Linked DNA regions of Sus scrofa: all the other regions are linked to region 2. A link is a contact called in public HiChIP or PLAC-seq and promoter capture Hi-C data. All regions are on one chromosome and are shown on one strand. Each heading gives the region's core, a stretch centred on a gene start, on an enhancer-like site or on the middle of the called end of the contact. The rest is flanking DNA. Distances are from core to core; before and after follow the strand shown.

Region 1 (2,756 bases), core at 199-2,698, 1.1 Mb after region 2:
TCACTCAGCCATTAAAAAGAACGAAATACCAGCATTTTTAGCAACATGGATGGACCTAGAAATTATCATGCCATACAATGAGACACCAACATCAAATGATTTCACTGACATGTGGAATCTGAAAAAAGGACAGACTGAACTTCTTTGCAGAACAGATGCTGACTCACAGGCATTGAAAAACTTATGGTTTCTGGAGGAGACAGTTTGGGGGGTGGGGGGATGTGCTTGGGCTGTGGGATGGAAATCCTGTGAAATCAGATTGTTATGATCATTATACAACTACAAACGTGATAAATTCATTTGAGTAATAATAATAAAAAATAATAGCCTTTAACATGCCTCCTGGCCTCAATCCTTAGCTAAGAGGTGGAGGTGGATCAGAAGGACTAAAGAGGTTAATGGTTATTATGCATGGTAAATACACTAAGGAGCTCACAAAATAACGATAGACTTACTTAGCTGTAATAAAACCTAAATAACGTTGCACTGCATCAATTGTTCGTTTTTGCCTCTCTGTCTGAGGGTACACAGGAGGAAATAGTAGATAAGATTAATGAGGGTTGGTGAGGAATCACAGGAGGCGGGATAGAGATGAAGGAAACACTTGAAACTAACAAGAACTAGGGCACTGATAACTAACCTGCCTCAGTCAAGGAAGTGAGACTGGTCCAGGATGCTGGGTCAGAAAGACAGGTGCTGACTGAACACGCTCCCAGCTTTGTTTCCTGACGGCCGGCTGAGGCACTACACCTTGGCGACAACTAGCAAAGGCTTACAGTCTAGTTCCTGGGAGGCTCCCAGTTCCCTAGGCTAACCTTTTGGTGCTGTGCTCAGAGGAACCTACGTTAGGGGCTGGGAGAAGCAGGTTATCTGGGTATGAAGGATGGAGAACAGAGCTTATTCCAAGAATACGAGAGAGAAGGAGACCAAAATGCTGCTAGGCCTTCTCTATGACTGCGGCGGTTCGAATACAGAGAGAGCCCAAACAAAGGCGGCCTCTTTCTGCGTCAAGGCACACACCTGGAGTGAAAGCAACCACTGCCGAGACCCCAGGGTCCGCTGGCTGGGCCAACCCCTAGCTCTCAAAGCCCTCTTGCCCCCCCCCCCCCCATCCCATCACCCCTCGCGCGGAGTCCCGAGGCTGTCAGCCCCCTCCAGGCTCGGGAAAGGCATGGTTTTCCTTCCCGGCTTCTCCCTTAAGGCACTGCGGCCAGCCCAGTACCACTGAGTCTTGGCAAGGGTAGCAGTGCTCCCACCTTCACTTTAATTAGCATCTTCCTCCCAGTTTAGAGCTGCACACAGGTAAATTGCTGCTTCTGCCGCTGCGGTCGCCGCTACCGCTCCCCAGCACTCCGCCTGTAGAAGTCACTTCTGCTTCCGGGTCACTGTCTGGCTCCACCCACCCGCTCCACCCCCTCCTTTCCACGGGGTTCTGGAAAGGCTCAGAAGTGCTCTCGCGTTTCTTTTTGGGGGCATAAAAAAAGAAGGCAGTCCGTTTAGTTACAGCAGAGATGACGCCACTCCGATCCTGAGAGTCCCTAGCGAGCCAGGGCTAGTGGACAGTGGGGGCGGGACGAATTACTTCTCCCATCATGCCAAGGAGCAGGCCCGCGCGTCCCACCCTGGGAGTTGTAGTCTCCTGTCCCTTGAATCCAACGGCATTCTCAGCGTGTGAACTCTGTTACCCAGAAGTCTTCTCAGGTCCTCCACCGAAGCTGGAATTCCTTGGTTAATTGTTCTCTCTGGCTATTAGCGGAACCTGTTAGTGTGGCCCACGAAGGTCAGCGGAGCTGCGCGAGGCTAGTTGCTAAGCAAGAGGACCTTCGGTCAACTGCCACCTGGGCCTCGACGAGAGGAAGTGAGTACCCCTACTCCGGAAGCTGGTTATGGGACCCCACTGTTCCCTCCTGGTCGGCTTCTTACCCCAAATTTCTCTTTGCAAGGGCAGGAAAAAGAAGAGTGACCTTTCTAGGGTCACTCACGACTCCGCTCCAGTTCTTCTCCTCCAGGAAATAGTACGTGGGATGGAAACACCAATAATAATTGAAACCACGGGACAGGTCTGAGGTGACTGTCTTCACGGACCGTGCCTCGGCCAGTGCTCTGATCTTCCACATCTAAGCAAGAAGCCCTGCCATTAAGGCCTAAGAGGAGATTGGTTCAGCTACCACTTCCTTACTTTTCCTACCCTCCAGGTCTCAAATTCGTCACTACCCCGAAGTCCCTGCCATGCCTCACATCGACAACGACGTCAAACTGGACTTCAAGGATGTCCTGCTGAGACCCAAACGCAGTACCCTTAAGTCTCGAAGTGAGGTGAGCCTGCTTCCTTTGTTGCTTCTTCTTGAGCCCACCTAATTGCTCCTGGTGGGCCAGGACTGAGACAGATTCCTGGCTCTTGCCCTCCTGCAATACTTGTCTTTTGGATCAATAAATGCTCAGTGTCCTGTTCCTATCTGCAGGTGGATCTCACAAGATCCTTTTCATTTCGGAACTCAAAGCAGATGTACACTGGGATCCCCATTATCGCTGCCAATATGGATACTGTGGGTACCTTTGAGATGGCCAAGGTTCTTTGTAAGGTAGGACTTCCCTTGTGCCCCTTCCTCATAGTGTCCAGGTTTGGGGGCTGACTGCAGAGGTATCTGCATCTCCACCCCTATCTCAGGTCAACTCTAGCAATTAACAGTGAGGATGCTCAATTTACTGTTTTAAAGCAGTACTAAGACCCCTTTATCTGGATTCAAAAGGCCATC
Region 2 (2,842 bases), core at 121-2,620:
AGAGGCCTGCACTTCCTGACCCCCATTTGTATAGGGGAGCCCTGAGGTGCTTAGCCACCAAATAGTCACTGTGGACTAGGGCACCTCATAGCCACCGTATACTTCTTGCAAACCTGTTAGCTGCACAGGTCCCAGGGAAACCTTTCCTTGTATTGATCGTGGCTCCTCCCATGGAGTCTGGGGGAAATAGGACCTTTGCTCCAATACAATACAGAGCACTAGACTTTTCTTTCATTCTCCTGCCACAAATGTGATAGTTCCTGGGTCTCTGGGGTTTCTGAAACTTCCTACCTGACTTAATTTCGCCCAACCTCCATTATTCCTTCTTTTGCTGTCTTTCCCCCCACTACCTCCTTCCTCTCTCGCTGACCAATGCAATTCTTAGATCTTAGATTTCGCTGATGGTCGAGTTTTCGCTCTCCCACACTTTTCCTGCCTCTTTCGTTTTGCTTTTCCAGATCTAGCCCTCAGCCTCTTATCTGTCTCCCTTTCCCACCATCAGCTCTAGCCTGCCCTCCCCCTTCCCTGCAAACCTCCACCTTTTGTTCTCAGAGTCTCCTCAGCCTCTGGAGATTATACTTTTTAAGGGATTACCTCCTTTTCCGGGGTAGCGGGGGAACTGAACTCCTTAGTCCTGACTCCCATTCTCCCTTTTTCTAGCAATTTCACCAGACTCCGTTTGCCTTTCCCTAGATTCCATAGTCTTGCACTCCTTTCTTCCCTGGCCAGTCCTAATTTAAGGAACAGCAGATTACAAATGACAATAATAAAGAAGTGCATTTGTCTTTCTACAAGGACAGGATCCCCAGATCCAGTGTGGTGGTGGGATCTCTCAGTGGGTAGTTAGGTCTTGCTATTGTTGCTTTTAGGGGGGAGGGGGTTGGTCAGGGGAGGGACACAGGTGCTTGTCAAGAATAAGGGACAAAAATACGGTTGAGCCACAGGTCCCAGGAGACAACCCCTCAAATCAGGTCTCCTGGACGAGCAAGACCGCCCCCCGCCACCATCACGGACTCTGAGCTTCTTGTTTGCCCCAGCCACTGAGCCTCTCAGTACTTCCCACGGAGGTGAGACAAATGCTGAATACCAGAGGAATCAAGCCACCCAAAATATGCTTAGAGAGAGAAAGTCTCCCACATCCCGTCCCCTGAGTCCCTCCACAGTCCCCCGCTCTCGACTGTGGCCTCAACCCCTGCAGATGGCAGCCTCCACCACAGAAAGGCAACTTAGGGGTTTTTTTACCCGGCTCTTGGCTGTAATTGGATTCAGGCTGAAACAACCACGTCCGCACCGGGAAAGGAGGGCATAGGGGCGGGGGCGGAGGGAGGCTGTGGGAGAAGGGAGGGACCAGTGGAGAGAGCAAGAGAGAGGGCTCACGATCCAGTTCGCCCACTAAGCAGAAGAAAGATCAAAAAACGGAAAAGAGGGGACGAGCAAACAGGCGCTTTCAAGAACAAGCCCCTCATCTCCAAGAGGACAGCGCCCTAGGAACCCAAATTCAGTGCCTACCGAAGACAAAGGCTGCCCGAGGGAGCGGCGGCGCGACCCCGGGGCTTGGGCCCTGCCGCGGAGCCCGCACGGCCCGACTGCCTGGACGGTCGCGGACCATGTCTCCCGCCCCGCGACCCGTCCGCAGTCTGCTGCTCCCCCTGCTCACGCTCGCCTCCGCGCTCGCCTCCCTCAGCTCTGCCCAAAGCTTCAGCCCCGAAGTAAGTGAGCTCCTCGGGCCCTGCCCGGAGTTGCGCCCGCGGGGAGGCGAGCCCGGGGGTCTTCGGGGGAACAGCCCCCGGTCGGAGAGGAGGGCTCTCGGGGTCTCGGCCTGCAGGATCCCCCTTCCTTTCCTTTCCCTCCCCCTCTCCAAACTTCCAAGTCGATCCAACTTTTGCCTCCTCTCACCGATCCAACTTTTGCCCCCCCACCCCAGCCGCTGACTTTTTTTCCCCATTCCTTTCCCTGGAAGAACTTTCCAGCGGGGGCCCACTCCCCACCCCTCCCCAGTTCCCCTGGGCTCTGAGCTCAGCCCTGGAACCGGTCAGGAGCCTGATAAATATTTGGACTCGGCTCAGACCCCGCGCTGTCCCGGTTTCTTGTCATGTGCGAGAGTTTGTTGTTTCTCCAACTTTCCAGCTCTCCAGCGCTCTCCCGCCCGCGCTCGCCGGCGGCGCTCGGGCAGCCGGGGGGACTCGGAGACCGCGCCGTGCTGCCCCCGGCCCCCCACGCTGCGGCCGCCGCTGCCGCCTCCTGCCTCCGGGGCGGTCCCGGCCCTCCCCCGACGCCTCGGCAGCCAGGTGTGGTCGGGGGGTGGACAGCGGAGCGGCCCTGGCCCCCCTGCCACCCCCACCTCCACGAGAGAGCCCTCTGTGCCCCGGCCCGGAGCCCTGGCGTCGAGGGTCGCGGCACTGGCGCCCTGGCCCGAGTTTCTGGACACACAAAGCTCTCCTTGTGAGCCGGGGGCTTGGCCTGGCCGCCGCCTCCTCTCCCTGCTCCGCCATCGGCGCCTTTAGGCTCTTTTTGTTAATTGCTTTTCTGTGTCAGTTGCAGGGAGACTGGGGGTGTCGTACCGGGGAGCAGGGCCAGGCTCTGGCCCTAGGTGCCCGCACACGTCTCACAGACTGGGTTGCCCCCCACCCATTCCCCGACGCTGGCCCACCGGGCCCGGGAGGAAGCCGCGTGGGAGTTGTCTGAGGAAGTTTTTTCCTCTCTCTCTCTTTTATTTTGGGGTGAAGGTGGGAGACAGATTTGATCAGCTTCTTATTTTGGGCCATCCCAACCCACTCAGCACGGCCAGGGCCTGGGTGCGGTCGGGAGGGGCCGGGAAGGGCCTGAGCTGCAGAGCAGGGGG
Region 3 (2,700 bases), core at 47-2,546, 1.0 Mb after region 2:
GAAAAACACAAAAAGACAAAAAAAAAAAAAAAAAAAAGTTATGGTACATCCATACTGATGCTGTATAGCTGTTACGGTAAGGTAGATAATAGTGTAATGATGGAAAGGTGTCAGATATTTATTAAGGAGGAAAAAGCAAATTACAAAACAGTATCAGTTGATCCAGATACATGAGTACTATGTAAGTAGATAACTTTTTCTACATACAGCTGACTGGTGAACAACGAAGGGGTTAGGAGCAGAGACCCTCCTGCAGTTGAAAATCTGCAGGTAACTTTATAGTGGTCCCTCCATTACAGATTCTGCATGGGTATTCAACCAACTGTTTCACCTATTAAGGTCCGCAGGCAGCTCAAACCCATCTTGTTCAATGATCAACTGTATATATAAAAAAACTTTCTTTTTTAAAAAGTTGCTGCTTGGGTTTCCTTTGTGTTTTTTCAGCACTTGTGGGGGGGGTGCATCTCAGTTAAAGCAGGTGTCAGCCTGTTCTTACTGAAACGTAGTTGTCCTCCCCACCCCCAGGGAAACATGTTTCCTTACATTTCCTCACTGCAGTACCAGCCTAGTGCCTGATGTACAGTGCCTACTCCTAAGCTTTTGATGAAGGAAAAATGGAGAGAATGACTAAGAAGGGTTCTCTTGACTCCCCCACCCCATAACCCTTAGCCTTCTGCCTCTGGCACTCACCTCTGGTCGTCCAAAGCTGCATTGGCATGGTAGTACCCTGCCACTACCAGCCCGGCCTGCGCGCCCCACACATCCACCTGCCATGGGAAAGGGACCATCAGTAACTAAATCGTACCGCCCGCCCCGTGGGTGCGCACTATTGCCAAGAGGCCAGGGATGGGCTTAGGGCTGTTAGGGGCTGGTTAGGGTGGTAGGTGGGCGTCCAGCGGCGGCACCTGGTTGAGGGCGACCTCCAGCATGACAGACAAGGCCAGGTGGCTGTGGAACAGGGGGACACAGTCGGTGAGGCACAGGCATTCTCCCGACCGCGGCGCGGGCGCCAGCAATAGCCCGTTGACAGCGGCATGCGGGTAGCGGGCGGCGTGCAGACACATCTTCACGTAGGCCCGGGCGGAGATCTCCACCTCCCCCATGGCGAGCGGGGCCCCCAGCTCTCGTCCGCGAAGCCCCCTCCAACGCCCGAGGGCCCTCTTGGGCCCTTCCCCGTGCCTCCTCACTTAGGTTCGACAGTGGCGCTGACCCAGCTCAAAGACAGCCCACCGGCTCCCGCCGATCTCAGCCTGGCGACCGGCCCCCACCTGGCCCGGAAGGCGGGCGGCCTGGATTGCATGCTGCAGCACCGAGCTCCGCCTCCCCCCGCCCCCAAGTGGCGGCCACAGAGAAGAGCTTGCCTCGGGGACACGGAACCTGCGCCTCCAAGCCTGACCAGCTTCTGGAGTCCCGCCCACGTAATGATCTTTGATAGGTTTAGAGTGTCTCGTTTTGCCCAATCACCAACCGCATCCAATCTTGCCCCGCCTTTGTCTCCGGCGGCTGAAAAAGAACCCACAACGGTAGAGAGCTTCCCTCAAGCTGATTGGCTAGGCTACCCCACTTCGGCTCCGGATTGCAGGATGACTGCGTCTGTTATCTCTGCCGCCCGCCCCTACAGGCCCAGCTGGGTGGAGCCCGCGTCCCGCGTCGGGTGTCTTTGGAACCGTGGAACTTCGAACCAATGTGAGTACACAGGGGACGCCTGACTCCTACTATAGAATGAATGGGTTTGTGCTCTAGGGCGGCTCTGCCACTAACTAATGAGCCATGTTACTTTTGCAATCACAGGTTATCGGGCCGTTGGTTTCCTCAGTGTAATATCTACAGAAATAAAAACGGCTTTGACTGCAAGCGGGGGTAAAGGTCAAAAAGATTTTTATAGACCCATCCTTCCGATAATGTCCTGTGGTATAATTTCCTTAAGCCAAAATGTTTTGGGAGCGTTTTTTTCCCCTCCCAGCTCTTGAGAAGGAACCCAAGCATAATTTTCCCCGGGGAAGCCTCATTCTCTCTTCAGGCTTGCTCTGAGCTGATGGCAAGGGTGGTTTCTTTCTTCATTCCCTGATCTCAGCCGCAGAGCTTTCCCTCTATCTGTCCAAAGTCTGATTATTCCTATAAGGTTCTGCCCAAATGCCGCCTCTTTCAGGAAGAACTCATGAGACCTTCCACATGGAAAAAATCTTGTGAAATCCCCAAATACAGATTATCTTCATGGCTGTCAGGCCATGTAACTGTTATTTAGGATAACTTCTTAAGAACAGGATGGACCTCTTAACTCATCTCTGTCTTCCTGGCACCCCTCCCTTTCCCATCATCGCATTCACATTTAGTAGCTGGACAGAGGTGACACTTTGCTTTCTTTTTTTATTCGTCTTTTTGTTCTTTTAGGACCGCACCCACGGCACATGGAGGTTCCCAGGCTAGGGGTCCAATTGGCATTGTAGCCGTCGGCCTACACCAGAGCCACTGCAATGCGGGATCTGAGCCATGTCTGCAACCTACACCACAGCTCACAGGCAACCCCGGATCCTTAACCCACTGAGCGAGGCCAGCGATTGAACTCACAACCTCATGGTTCTTAGTTGGATTCGTTAACCACTGAGCCATGACGGGAACTCCCACTTTGCTTTCTGAATAAATGACACACACCAGAGGTGATCCACACAAAGTACAGGTCATTTATTTCCCTTACAACCC

What was found. Promoter capture Hi-C pulls out the DNA fragments that hold promoters and counts their contacts. HiChIP or PLAC-seq counts read pairs in DNA pulled down with a chosen protein or histone mark.
Region 1: a promoter capture Hi-C map of fetal liver shows a contact between it and region 2, with 6 times the contacts expected there. The contact joins the promoter of GMPR2 here to the promoter of MMP14 in region 2. A contact is called at or near these places in 1 of 5 promoter capture datasets (fetal liver) and 1 of 2 datasets of contacts at active chromatin or transcription factors (alveolar macrophages).
Region 3: a contact with region 2 is called in an H3K27ac HiChIP or PLAC-seq map of alveolar macrophages. The contact joins the promoter of EMC9 here to the promoter of MMP14 in region 2. A contact is called at or near these places in 1 of 47 Hi-C or Micro-C datasets (embryonic fibroblasts) and 1 of 2 datasets of contacts at active chromatin or transcription factors (alveolar macrophages).

What each region holds. Positions count from the first base shown.
Region 1 is chr7:75,068,771-75,071,526 of Sscrofa11.1, reverse strand. It overlaps GMPR2 (GMP reductase 2), which reads left to right and starts at 1,448. Exons shown (of 10, transcript XM_001928014.5): 1 at 1,448-1,858; 2 at 2,196-2,316; 3 at 2,463-2,582. The coding sequence starts at 2,230. It overlaps NEDD8, which reads right to left and starts at 1,580. Exons shown (of 4, transcript XM_003128544.4): 1 at 1,257-1,580. The coding sequence starts at 1,274.
Region 2 is chr7:76,184,412-76,187,253 of Sscrofa11.1, reverse strand. MMP14 (matrix metallopeptidase 14 (membrane-inserted)) reads left to right here and starts at 1,370. Exons shown (of 10, transcript NM_214239.2): 1 at 1,370-1,709. The coding sequence starts at 1,608.
Region 3 is chr7:75,157,830-75,160,529 of Sscrofa11.1, reverse strand. EMC9 (ER membrane protein complex subunit 9) reads right to left here and starts at 1,296. Exons shown (of 5, transcript XR_002345919.1): 1 at 1,188-1,296; 2 at 691-767. PSME2 (proteasome activator subunit 2) reads right to left here. Exons shown (of 11, transcript NM_214279.1): 11 at 2,664-2,700.